Linked DNA regions of Mus musculus: all the other regions are linked to region 2. A link is a contact called in public HiChIP or PLAC-seq data. All regions are on one chromosome and are shown on one strand. Each heading gives the region's core, a stretch centred on a gene start, on an enhancer-like site or on the middle of the called end of the contact. The rest is flanking DNA. Distances are from core to core; before and after follow the strand shown. Region 1 overlaps Dnajc10 (DnaJ heat shock protein family (Hsp40) member C10). Region 2 holds the start of Nup35 (nucleoporin 35). Region 3 has its middle 34 kb from the start of Gm13752.

Evidence for each region. HiChIP or PLAC-seq counts read pairs in DNA pulled down with a chosen protein or histone mark.
Region 1: an H3K27ac HiChIP or PLAC-seq map of extraembryonic endoderm stem cells shows a contact between it and region 2, with 6 times the contacts expected there. The contact joins the enhancer-like site here to the promoter of Nup35 in region 2. A contact is called at or near these places in 1 of 39 promoter capture datasets (embryonic stem cells), 50 of 484 Hi-C or Micro-C datasets (the AML12 cell line, B cells, the Ba/F3 cell line and 26 more), 7 of 115 datasets of contacts at active chromatin or transcription factors (bone marrow-derived macrophages, differentiating embryonic stem cells, embryonic stem cells and 2 more) and 3 of 9 other capture datasets (adipose tissue, liver and pancreatic islet).
Region 3: an H3K4me3 HiChIP or PLAC-seq map of bone marrow-derived macrophages shows a contact between it and region 2, with 5 times the contacts expected there. The contact joins the enhancer-like site here to the promoter of Nup35 in region 2. A contact is called at or near these places in 1 of 39 promoter capture datasets (embryonic stem cells), 13 of 484 Hi-C or Micro-C datasets (the G1E-ER4 cell line, LSK cells, bone marrow-derived macrophages and 8 more), 4 of 115 datasets of contacts at active chromatin or transcription factors (bone marrow-derived macrophages, embryonic stem cells and extraembryonic endoderm stem cells) and 3 of 9 other capture datasets (adipose tissue, liver and pancreatic islet).

Annotation. Positions count from the first base shown.
Region 1 is chr2:80,337,348-80,342,034 of GRCm38.p6, reverse strand. It overlaps Dnajc10 (DnaJ heat shock protein family (Hsp40) member C10), which reads right to left. Exons shown (of 23, transcript NM_024181.2): 14 at 1,435-1,562; 15 at 1,107-1,223. Among named protein-coding and RNA genes, the nearest start is that of Dnajc10, 24 kb to the right of the region's middle. Within about 2 kb of position 3,069, at least 18 of the 459 cell types and tissues checked have an H3K27ac peak or open chromatin away from gene starts, as enhancers often do. A contact at or near this core is called in the AML12 cell line, Sertoli cells and extraembryonic endoderm stem cells, where this site is marked.
Region 2 is chr2:80,637,008-80,641,259 of GRCm38.p6, reverse strand. Nup35 (nucleoporin 35) reads right to left here and starts at 2,448. Exons shown (of 9, transcript NM_027091.4): 1 at 2,328-2,448. The coding sequence starts at 2,367.
Region 3 is chr2:80,354,958-80,359,164 of GRCm38.p6, reverse strand. No RefSeq gene overlaps it. Among named protein-coding and RNA genes, the nearest start is that of Gm13752, 34 kb to the left of the region's middle. Within about 2 kb of position 2,069, at least 5 of the 459 cell types and tissues checked have an H3K27ac peak or open chromatin away from gene starts, as enhancers often do. A contact at or near this core is called in bone marrow-derived macrophages, where this site is marked.

The DNA.
Region 1 (4,687 bases), core at 1,820-4,319, 300 kb after region 2:
TTTGTCAATCTGATAAATTTTGGTAGGAAAGATATCAAAATTTTGATTGAGCTTGTATTTTCTTGACTAGTGAAGCCAAACATTTCCAGTCTTATGCATCAAAAACCAGGCTTTCTTTTCCTTGCCACCTTTTTCTTTAACACTTTAGTTTTTGAGTTAAAACATTCACATTACAGAAAGGATATAAACTTTTATGTATTTAAATAGCTATAATCATCATCCAGTCATGACTACTGTAGTGGTCTGAATAGGTTTGGCCTCCATAGACTTATATGTTTGAATATGCTTAGCCCAGGGAGTGGCACTAATTAGGAGGTGTGGACTTGTTGGAGTAGGGGTGGCCTTGTGGAGGAAGTGTGTCACTATGGGGATGGGCAATGAGACCCTCCTCCTAGCTGCCTGGAAGACAGTCTTATTCCTGGCTACCTTCAGATCTAGATATAGAACTCTTGGCTCCTCCTTTAGCACTGTTTGCCTGGACACTGCCATGCTTCCTATCGTGATGATAATGGGCTGAACCTCTGAACCTGTAAGCCAGCCCCAATTAAATGTTGTCCCTTATAAGAGTTGCCTTGGTCATGGTGTCTCTTCTCAACAATGGAAACCCCAACTAAGATTGCTATGCTTACATCATCTATACCTCTTCAATTTCTATTTTTATTCCAACATTATAAAGTTTCACATTCCATTCAGAAGTATCAGAATATATTTTAAATATAACATGTCGTCACCCACATAAGCACTCTGTCACTTTCACATATTAAAAATGAGCAGCTCCTTTAAATTGGATATCCTATCTGGACAAATCATCTACTCTAAGCTGACAAATATAAGGAAATCTAAATAATAATAAAGACTGTAGAAACTTAAAAGTATGTTACAAAAGTATAAAGACTTAGATAAAATAGAAACTTATGTAAGTATTTTATGAAGTCAATTACATGCCAGAATAAATACATACTGGAGTCTGGTAAACAAAATCTTGCATATCATAAACCTTCTACGTATCTATTTATAATTCAAGTACAATTTAGTAGCTTGTTGAAACTGTTTCAACATTACTGCTATAAATGGGTATGCATCTGAGAAGTCGTTTTAATATTTACCATGTTGCAGAGTCCTTCATGAATTGTACAGTCTAAGGTACCAACTTTGAGTTGACCGTAGAGCAGTGTTGATGCTTTCCGTAACTCTGGCAAAAGCGCACGACATGGCGGACACCACTGGGAAGAGAGGGGTAAGGATGAGCAGCCAGACTCAGGAAGGGAGGAGCTGCACGGCCCCTGCTACTGACACACAGTCCAGTGGCGCGTTCTGCCTGTCACTGTCCTGGGAGAGCCCAGAAGGAGTGGCAAGGCCGGGACAACTCTAGTACTAGCCTTCATGTTGTCAAGAAAAAGGCTTTTTGAAACTTGACAGATAAAAAGAACTCACAGGGGCAAAGAAGTCAACAAGCCATGGTTCCTTGTCACTTGCAGGGAAGTTCTGAGGTCCAAGTGTGGTAACATGAGAATTAACACTTTCTTTGGCAAAAGCAAGTATATCGTATAGAATCTTCTTTCCTAAAATTTGAGAAAAATTAAAATACGTGCTGTCTTGTATCTAAAGAAACATCCCAATTTTTATATTTAAAATATTTAAGAAAGAAAGACGGGCCTATGGGTGTACCGGTTTTGGTGAGGTTTCTGTGTTCTCTACCTTCACCTTGGCCTGCCGGGAATCCCCGTCTACTCTATGTTCTTTTGTTTCTTAGACTAGTTAAATGACCAGACCTCTATGGTATGCTTTCTCACCATCAGAAGTACAACTATCACTTTAGAATTCTCTTGAATCCAAACTGTTACAAAATGTCCAGTGGGACCATGTACTTGATGTTGGAAACATAGTATCTCAATTGTAATGGGTTACATGTATTCTTTTCTCACACTGACTTGCTATGATCATTACCCAGGTGCCTAAATGGGACTTTCCAGAGGGATTCTTGTGTATGATTCTTGAATGATCGTGTCAATTCCATTTCCTGCCCTAGCACCATGCCTACAGCTACTGCTGTAGTCACACTAGTATTTTTGGCCTCAGCATTCCTGAATGAACCCGGTTTCCTATTGCTACCAGAGTTGCCCTTAAAAAAAAAAAAAAGAAAAAAGAAGAGAAAAAGAAACTTAAATGCTTTTAATGATTTGCTACAGTCCTTGGGCTGGCAGACCTTTCTTGTCTACAAGAGGCTCTATTTTTCCAAGTGTCTTGTGACTTATTGATTGAACAGTCAAAAGTAAGTTGAGCCCTGTGAGTCAGACATTTATATTGTCATGGCAAACAGAAAAAGAGAAAACGCCTCCTTTTAAGGTCATGGGCAACAGAAGTTAGTTGACCACTGTTTACATTGCGAGTGCCACGTGACAGTATACTCTCCTGCCCATTTTCTTGAGTGCTGGTGCTTGAACTGTTTCACACTTTTCTTTCTGACCACGGATTCTCTTTCTTTACTCACACTAACTCAAACTCACTCAGGCCCTAGCCATTAATATACAACTTAATGTCTTCATATTTGGCTTAAATTTCTTGCAGCCAACGTGTACATTCAACTGTGACCTGCACATTCTACTTCTGGTCAACTCTTAATTCAGTATCCTCTTCCACATGGAAAGATCCAATGACTCAAAGTACGTGTCACTAAATACAATGATGAGAAGTGCCTGACTCTTCTCGCTCTCTCTTATTTATTTATTTATTTATTTATTTATTTATTTATTTATTTATTATATGTATATGTATATGTAAGCACACTGACGCTGTCTTCAGACACACCAGAAGAGGGCATCAGGTCTCATTACAGATGGTTGTGAGCTACCATGTGGTTACTGGGAGTTGAACACAGGACCTCTGGGAGAATAGTCAGTGCTCTTAACTGCTGAGCCATCTCTCCAGCCCCTGACTCTTCCCTCTTAATTTCCTATTTCCTAACAATAACCAAATTACATTGAGCTTCCAAACGGTTGAAACTGGCCTACTGACCTTCATTATTTTTCTTGGCTACGATCACTTATCTATGGCATTTTCTATAGTCAACCTAAATGACTAACCAGCAGCTGCCTGACTTTTCTTTCCAATTTTGCTTCCTACCCACTCTGAGCAGCCTGTAACTTATCTAAAATCAAGTAAAATCAAGTATCATTCTGTTGTCTTTCACGATAAAATTCCAATTCCTTTCTCCAGAAGATCAGAGATAATCTGCATCTTTGTTTTCTTCAAGAATGAACTTTCTCATCTTTAAACTCCTGCTGGTTTAAGGCCAACAGGGCTCTATTATCTCAGGCCTGTGAATAAATCGACTCAGTATTTGGAATGTGTTTCACCTCTTCTCTGGGTAACCATTGTTTACATCTTACATGGAGATTACTTTTAGACCTTCCTCTGATCTCCCAAGATTGTTCTACCTCAGTTTTTTTTCATAAGTACACTTATTTTCTGATAGCCAGTTTCTTTCCAAGGCAGCTCCAGTGACATTTACTTCATGTACAAGTGCTGGCATATGTGACCAGTGGAATGTGACCGTGATCTTACGCGCTCCCAGGTTATAAGAGTCACTGCTCCTTCTGGCTGGCTTTCTCATTTTCAGGTTACTTCCTCTTGGGTTAGTTAGCTCCCACACTGTAAGTACCCCACAGAGCCACAAGAAGAACCACGGCCGCCTGCCACATGAAGCTTTTCAATGATCCCACACGCCATGCTGAATCCTCATGTGGTGGCTACAGCCAACCTTCAGATGGCCTTCATCTACCTTGACTGCAGGATCACAGAGAAACTAAGATAACCTGTTCCCAGACTCCTAACCAAGAAACAGTTGTTTGGGTAATGGATACTTCATCACACCCAAACATTTAAAAACTGTCCATTTACCTGTCTGCTTTCTTTCCAAGTCTATAAAATCTTTAGGGCACAGGTTAAAAAGAGCTCACTTGCCCCTCTCCCCATTTTGTGTATTATATACCGACACAAAGGTGCTGAGTGCAAAGTGTATTATAGTTTTTATTAACACAAAGAGAAGTGCTTATACATTCTGTGTGCTTCCTAGGGAAGAAGGGTAAGTTGTGAAGGTGTAATTTGGAGTTTGCTGACTCTCTGGAGGAATAGGAAGGAATACTTAAAATTCACAAGGTAGGGTCATGTGTGAGGGCATAAAGGACTGGAAGAACGTGACATGTCCAAGGATTCAAAAGGAGTTGAAACTAAGAATATTTGATGGAACGGAGGTTGGGGATGAGGCTAAGAACACAGGCGAAACAGGAATGAAAGCACCCCGCTCATTTAACAACTCTACACAGTTCCTACTATGTATATCTGGCATTATTCTAAGTGCTGGAGACAGAACAGTGAGCAAAACAGAGAATGCCATTGTTGCCATACTAAGGAGTGTGAAGTTGAGTCTTCAGAAGACTCAAAAGGCAGAGCAGTGGCATGAAAAGGCTGTGCTAGGTCCTAAGTGCAAACAGCAGGAAGCAGCTGTACACATAGTGAGGATGGACCGGAAACAAGGAGTCAGCAGAGAAGCTACGAGGAACACTTCACAGGTAACACATAACACATGTAACTCCAACCTGGGCACACTGCTCCAAACCTATACAGAGGGCAAGGCAGGAAGAGGGCAGAGGAAGAGGAGGTTCAAGGGAAGTTTCAGCTTGGGATA
Region 2 (4,252 bases), core at 1,199-3,698:
CTTCATTTTCTGGCTTAGGGAGTAAGCCTTTGTATGATTTATTGTATTCAGAGAAGTCTGATGTCTGGTATGAGAGTTATGTGGTTTTTACTAACTATTGCTTAACTTCTAAATAGCCTAAATACTTGTTTTCTGATATTCAAAAGCTTTTAATAGCATACCCTTCCTCTTTTTTTCCATTATTAATGCAGATCTGGATACTAACAGTTTAAGTTTAAAAAGAGGGATGAAAAAACAAAATAACTCAGAAGAATAAAACAAGTATCAAAAAAGCTGTAAGGCTGGATGGTGGTGGCCTTTAATTCCAGCACTCGTGAGAAAGAGGCAGGCAGGTCTCTAAGTTCGAGGTCAGCTGGTCAACAAAGTGAGTTCCAGTCAGCCAGGGGCTATATATATAGAGAAACCCTGTCTTGAAACTCCCATCCTCACCCCTCCCTCCCCCTCGGGGGAAAAATGTATACACACACACAAACACACACACACACTAAGGTGTAAAAAGAAAATTGTAATTCTTTTGTAAAGCACTAGTTATGTTACATAGTGCTACTACGTATCTCAAAAGAAAGTTAAACAGGGCATTGTGATGCATGCCTTTAATACCAGCACTAGGGAGGCAGAGGCAGGCGGATTTCTGAGTTCGAGGCCAGCCTGGTCTACAGAGTGAGTTCCAGGACAGCCAGGGCTATACAGAGAAACCCTGTCTCAAAAAAAAAAAAAAAAGTAAGTTAAACTCAAACCAGAAGTCTCAACAAAAGCATATTCTAAATAGATATTTAGAAAAGACCTGTAACAAAATACAAAGGTTTTGGTAACATCACAACTATCATCTACAAGAGGGGTAGGAAAACTGTGACAACTGTAAGAGTTATCAAGGTGTGGTGAGATGGTTCAATGGGTCAAAGTCCTTGCCATTAAGCCTAAATTCAGTCCCAGGACACACAACACATCCATACACTTGCACATTATATAACAATCTAATTAGGTCAAGAAAAAACTCAGCTACCTAAATACACCGTGATAAAGTAGGAAGCCAGACTGCCACTAACCATTCCTTCATGACTAAACATAAAGGCTTAATGATTGCTGCATCCTGCACGTCTGAAATTCCACTTCTCAATCTCTGCCCCTAAATGTTAATTCCTTCACTGACTTCCTCAGAGAGGAGTGCCTGGGTGAGGTGCCAAGAGGATGTCAGACCAGCAGACACCTAAAACACGTGCAACATGTGACTCTGAACAGTTAATATCAGACAAAGTCAGAGCCTAAGCTAGGCAATATACAAGAATGTGTTCACATTTCTTACACCTGAAAATATGCTCTCCAAAATGTCACTGTTGGACAGAAAAACTGGAACTGCCCTGATCTCTAAATAATATGAAAAAAAAAATCAGAAAACAAGTTTTAATGCAACAGTGTATCTACATTATTAGCATTATTGGTTCAGTTTTTATGATAAACAAAATCAAGTTATGTCATTCTTTTTTCCCTTTTTGGTTTGGTTTTAATACAAGTTTTCTCGGTATAATCCTGGCTGTCCTGAAACTCACTTTGTAGACCAGGCTGTCCTCGAACTCAGAAATCCCACCTGCCTCTGCCTCCCAAGTGCTGGGATTAAAGGCGTGCGCCACCACTGCCCGGCTGCAACTCTATTCTTAAAACAACTTTTTACCCAAAACGTGGCAAGCATTACATGCCTTTTGAATCTACAAAGTTAGTTCTACACAATAAATACAATGCTTACTCTCTTTACCAAGCTTAGAGAGTTATAAACTAATAATACTACGATACGTCTAGGAAACTGTAGACAGGTTTTGTTTGTTTTCTGTTGTAGAATATGACCATTGTCACTACTCACAAAACTCAGCGGGAGTGGAGAATCAACATGTTAATTGGTTTGTTTTTTCTCCAAATACGGCATATTCGGAACGTTTCCCCAACAAATAATGGGGATAATTCTTTAGAATCAGCAGTCGTCCAATAGAGTCAAGTTCCAAAGTAAAAGGCGGGGGAGCCGGGCGAGCCAGGTTGGTTCTGGGTCATGCATTCATATACAAATTTCTTTTGTGACATTAAGATCCGACCTAGAAACCTAGGTGGCCCAGCGGCAACCGGTTACTACAGCGACCAGTGGCTCACCGCCCATCCTCGTGCATGCTTTCGGGGTACGGGGCAGGTGACCACAGTGCAGCCGGGCGCCGTGCCGGGTTCCCGGGTACCACCGCCCAGATGTCACCGGCCACAGCGCTCCCCGCTCCCTCCGTGGCGTGTGACACCTCCGGGTCAACAGCGCGCTGGCTGTGCCGCCGGGAAAGCCGCGGTCCACTCACCCAACGTGGGCGCCTGGGGATCCACCGCAAACGCTGCCATCGCAACGGCCGCTCCTACTCCAGCAATGAGCTTCCCAGTTTTCAAAAATGGCGGAAACTCTTATCACCGTAAGAGCCGCTCAGCCTTATGGGTTGCGCAACTTCCGGTCATGCTCTCTGCGGAGGCTGAGGGCGCTTCAGCCATTTTGGAAGAGGGCAACCTTCTTTACCATGTCTGGGATGCTAAGGAAGATTTTATGAGGATACCGAGAGCAATGTGAGACGTCTGCTTCTAAGACTAGTAAACCACAGTGGTGGCACACGCCTTTAATCCCGGCACTTGGGAGGCAGAGGCAAGCGGATTTCTGAGTTCCAGGCCAGCCTGGTCTACAGAGTGAGTTCCAGGACAGCCAGGGCTATACAGAGAAACCTTGTCTAGAAAAACCAAATTTAAAAAAAAAAAAAAAAAAAAAGAAGAAAAAGATCTTGGAAAGCCTCCTAATATGTTGTTGTTAATGCTTCATAAAGATTCCTTTGCTCTCTTGATAATTAGTGAGATTTTTGCATCAACTTCCCTAGCACCTATTAAAGTACATTTAATGAAACTATATATTCCTTTCTTTCAACTTGATTCCTGCACTTGATATAAGCCTTTTTTTCTCAAAATATGTTTTCCATCATCATTTCTTGTAGCTTTTTTTGTTTGTTTGTTTTTTTGGTTTTTTTTTTTTTTTGAGACAGGGTTTCTCTGCATCACCTGGTTGTCCTGGAGCTCACTCTGTACACCAGGCTGGCCTTGAACTCAGAAATCCTCCTGCCTCTGCCTCCCAAGTGCTGAGATTAAAGGCATGTGTCACCACTGCCCATGTTAATGATAAGGAAAGCCCTGGAGCCACAGGCATCCTGCCCATGGCATCTGTGTGCTCTCCTCTTCACTCTGCTACCTCTCCTTAGAGTATGTATATTCATGTGCTTATGTGTGTGTTAACATACATTTAGTTTTGGCTGGGCAGTGGGGCACACGCCTTTAATTCCAGCACTTGGATGGCAGAGGAAGGCAGATCAAAGAGTTCAAAGCCAGCCAGGTCTACAGGGGTGTTCCAGGACAGCCAGGGTTACACAGAGAATTCTATCTAAAATAAAAATAAAAATGCAAAAGCCAACAGCCTTGAGCCTGATACTGTGTTAAATTTGTGAGTCACTACAAAGAAGTCAGGTATGAATCATTAGACAGACTTGACCGCTCTTAGGAGAGTGTCATTACAGACTGAGAGACAGCGGTTTCTTCCTGTACAGGCAATACAACAACGCCATGGGGTTAGAGCTGGCTGTCACGTCTTCACAATGATTCCAATATTAAATGACAGATTCCTAGAATTCAATTTTATTTTGTTTGGTTTGGTTCAGTTGAGACCTGTTTTCCCTGCATAGTCCTGGCTGTCCTGGAAGTCACTTTATAAAATAGGCTGGCCTCCATGACTCTGCCTCCAGAGTGCTGGAATTAAAGGTGTGCACCACCACCCACCCACCCAGAATTAAAATCTGAAAACCACTTACATGTTCAGTTTACCTTTTTTAAAAAGGGTGTGCTGAATGCAATGCTGTACAACTTTAATTCCTGCTCTCAGGAGGCAGAGGCAAGTGGATCTCTGCAAGTTCAAAGTCATCGTGGTCTGTATATAGTGAGTTCCAGGAGAGCAAAAGCTATACAGACTCTGCCCCTTCCCCCCCCACACACACACACACAAAAGAATAAATAAATATAAATTTTAAAATAAGTGTGTGTTCTACATATCAAAAGATGCATGCCTTGATCTTGTACATATAAATCAGTGTTTACTCAGCAATGGTCTTTACAGAGACAAAAGCACATGATTTGTGCTGGATCACCAACTAATTGGTAACTTAAAGCATCGAAAAAAAAAAAAACCACATTTTTTTGAAGC
Region 3 (4,207 bases), core at 820-3,319, 280 kb after region 2:
TCTCCTATCTCTCCCGACACATGATCGTGGACTTCCCCCTATTTCTCTCCCCAACCCCTCTCCCACTCCATTCCCTTCCTCCATCTGCCTCCCATGACAATTTTATTCCCCTTTCTAAGTGAGATTCAAGAATCCTCCTGTGGGTCTTCCTTCTTGTTTAGTTTCTTGGGTCTTTGGAGTGTACAATGGGTATCCTGTAGTTTATGACTAATATCCACTTGTGAGTACATATCACAGGTGTCTTTTTGGGCCTGGGTTACCTCACTCAGGATATTTTCAAGTTCTATTCATTTGCCTGCAAAATTCATGTCTTTGTAATAGCTGAGAAGTATTTCATTTTGTAAATGTACATACATTTTCTTTATTATTCGGTTGAGGGACATCTGGGTTGTTTCCAGTTTCTGGCTATTACTTATAAAGCTCCATGAACATAGTGGAGCATATGTCCTTGTGGTATGGTGGAACATCTTCTGGACATATGCCTAGGAGTGGTATAGCTGGGTCTTGAGGTAGAACTATTTCTAGTTTTTTAAGAAACCACCAGATTGACTTCCAGAGTGGTTGTACAAGTTTGCACTCTGACCAGCAATGGAGGAGTGTTCCCCCTTGTTTCACATCCTCTCCAGCATGTGCTGTCACTTGAGTTTTTGATCTTGTCATTCTGCTGGAGTGTGAGATAGAATCTCAGAGTTGTTTTTGATCTGCACTTCCCTGGTAATGGAGGATGTTGAACACTTAAGTACTTCTAGGCCACTGGATTTGGGTAATACAAAATCCTTGTCATGGAATATTTCAAAGTGGTGCATCAATCCCTATCTGACTCATTGTGATGATCTGTATATGCTCGGCTCAGGAAGTGGCACTATTAAAAGGTGTGGCCCTGTTGGAGTAGGTGTGCCATGTGGGCGTGGGCTTTAAGACCCTCATCGTAGCTGCCTGGAAGCCAATATTCTTCTAGCAGCTTTCAGATAAAGATGTAGAACTCTCAACTCCTCCTGACCATACCTGCTGGGTGATGCCATGCTCCTGCCTTGATGATAATGGACTGAACCTCTGAACCTGTAAGCCAGCCCCAATTAAATGTTGTCCTTATAAGAGTTGTCTTGGTCATGCTGTCTGTTCACAGCAATAAAACCTGAACTAAGACACTCGCCCATAACCATTTTTGTTTCCTTTGTATTCTATTTTGAAGCAAGTCTTGGACATTGTTATCATAAAAAAAAATCAACCTACTGAAAAACAAGATACCCTTATCAAATATCCATTACAATTTTGTTTCTTCCCCTCCTGCCCCTGCCACCTCCCACTTTTTTTGAGGGGTGGGGTAGGGTGGAGGGTAGGTCTATCCCAGGGCCTTGTGCCTGCTCAGGTGGCTCACGCCTTTAATCCCAGCACTTGGGAGGCAGAGGCAGGCGGTTTTCTGAGTTCGAGGCCAGGCTGGTCTACAGAGTGAGTTCCAGGACAGCCAGGGCTACACAGAGAAACCCTGTCTCGAAAAACCAAAAGAACAAAACAAAACAACAACAACAAAACAAAAAATCTACGACTGAGCTATATCTGCAGCCCAGTTCTCTGTATGTGTGTGTGTGTGTGTGTGTGTGTGCGAACCAGACCCAAGAAGTATACATAGTATATTTGGATGATATGATAAAAAATCCTTTCATTTCATAAATTTTTTTTCCATTTTGGTTTTTGTCTGCACATTAAAAAAAAAAACATGTATTTTATTTATACGACTAGCTGATGAAGTTGGCAGAACATTTTTTTTCCTGCTATACATTTTTTCTACTTAGTAAATTAAGTCGTCATGGTACAGACAGTTAAAGTAAGCAAAATTAGCAAACACACTAAGGAACTGGGTCACAAGACAGGAACTTCATTTTTAGAGCAACAGTCCTTCATAACTGAGAATGAGATTGTCATGAGTTTAAAAGAACATTAGGAAGCACAGAAAATTCTGAGAATTTTGAAAAAAAAGCATCAGTACAATTTGATGACTGTTGTAAATCTTGGGAAGTGACAGATGTTAATGTGGTTGCGCTCTTCGTCAATGGGAGTCTGCTTTGCTTCATGGCATGGACAGAGTGTAGCACGCTACAGTAGCTGTGTGCCTGTGTGCTGTTACATGTTAGTCATGTTACAGCAGATCACAAACGTCAGCTTGTTTACAATTTCACAGTCAACACTTGATATTCAGGGTCCTTTTAGCTAGAAAACAATGCAAACGAGGGGCCTGACTCCACAGAACTGCCTGAAGTAGAAAAGACTATCCCCCCCCCCCCCCCATAGGTGGAATGAAGTCTCTTCTTGTTTTTCACTGCCACCTACTGGAGCCTGATGTTTCTAATAAAAACCCACAGGGAAGCCTGTTAGAGGAAGGAAAAAGGTTAGGAAAATGGAGAAAGTGTTTTTCAAAGGAGTAGGTGTGGCTTCATAGGCAAAGATACATTCGATTTTCTAATAAACATCGTAAAAACACCGATCACAATACTGTTAGGCATTGTGAGGGGGGTACTAATTAAACAGCAACCATCACTGATATACATTTTTTTTTTGGTGGCATTTGCACTTTTCTGGGCATGGCAATTATATATGTGGTATACAGTGCTCCATTCTCCTGTCCAAGCAGTAAGCTTTCCTGTGTGTCGGTTTCCTGCCCTTTAGTCCACCGAAGTGTATTGCAGACTTAAAAAAAGACTATTTACTTTGTGTTTGTATTTGTGTGTGGGCATGCACGTGCCATGGCACACACAGGGAGGCCAGAAGTCACCATAAGGGAGTCAGTTCTTTCCTTCTACCACGTGGGTCCTGGGGATTGAACTCAGGTTGTGGGGGTAGGGATGGGGAGCTGGGGGTGGGGGATAGGTTCAAAGCAGGTGCCTTTAACTCCTCAAAACCACCACACCTGCTCTCATTTAGGGCACTTTATCCACATCACTGCCAAGGAACCAAAAGAAACACTATTTGACCGGCCGTTCTTTTTTACTTCTCTTGGTCTCCCTCCCTTTGGTTTGCGGTGGCACAGTGGCCACTTCTGCTGCTTCTTCTCTTTGGTTTGCGGTGGCACAGTGGCCACTTCTGCTCTTCTAGAGGCCTTACTTTTCACAAGAAAGAAAGACGTGGTATTTCTTTGTGCCTGGCTTACTTCACTTAGTAGAGTGAACTCCACTTCTCCGCGTGTTGCTTTCAACAGCCGAATGATGTTCTGTCAAGTGCCATGATGCTTATATTCCTTGGTGATGACAGCCACTAAAACAGGTAGACGCTATGTGCCACTGTGATCTCTGGTTTTGGGTTGCATTTCAGTAGTGAGGCTGAGCAGTTCTTACTGTTGACTACACAGACAGGTCATATTTTCATCCTGCTTTGAATTTTTCTTTACAATCTGGACATTAGTGAAATACTTCACAGATAAAGCTTGCACTTCCATATGCTATACTGTTTTCTCTCAATTATTTCCTTTGCTATACAGCTTTTTAGTAGAATATAGTTTCATCTATTTGTGCCCATGCCTTTGGTGTCTTTATTTAAAAAGTCATTGCTATACTACTATCTTGAAGTGTTCCCTCTATATTTCCTGATAGTAATTACAAAATCTGAGGCTACTTCTGCATGTGTATTCAGTTTTGCTAGGACATAATGGAGACATTCTTCTCTCCACTGTATGCTCTCAGAGTCTTGGTGAAAACCAGTTGTCCATATGAGTAGTTTAATTTCAGGGACCTCTCTTCCAATGACCTGACAGTTTTTAACGTTGGCAGAATGCTGTTCTCGTTACTGTGACTTAATAGTATATTTTGAAGTCTGGTTTTGTCGTATTTTCCAGTTTCTTCTCTCACCAAGTCACTCTGGTTATTCTGGGTTTTTTACCCCCCTTCTCAGTGTGACATGTATTTTAGGGGTTTTACTTCTATTTTTATGATGAACTATTTCTATTTGGACCATCTCATATGAAATTATAATTTACTCAATAACTCTTACCATAAATTATTAGCACAGTAGTTTGAATTAAAATTAGAATACTCTTGCAGTTAATTAAAATATCCATGCAGAGCTGGGCATAAAGCCAGGCTCTAAGCTCTGATATGGCAGGAATTGTAAAGGCATGGCTGGAGGGCAGGCAGAGCACAGAAGAGCAGGGGCACAAGTACACTACCATCTCACCTGGCTTCAGCTGGGTTCTCAGATCCTGAAGCTTGCATGGCCA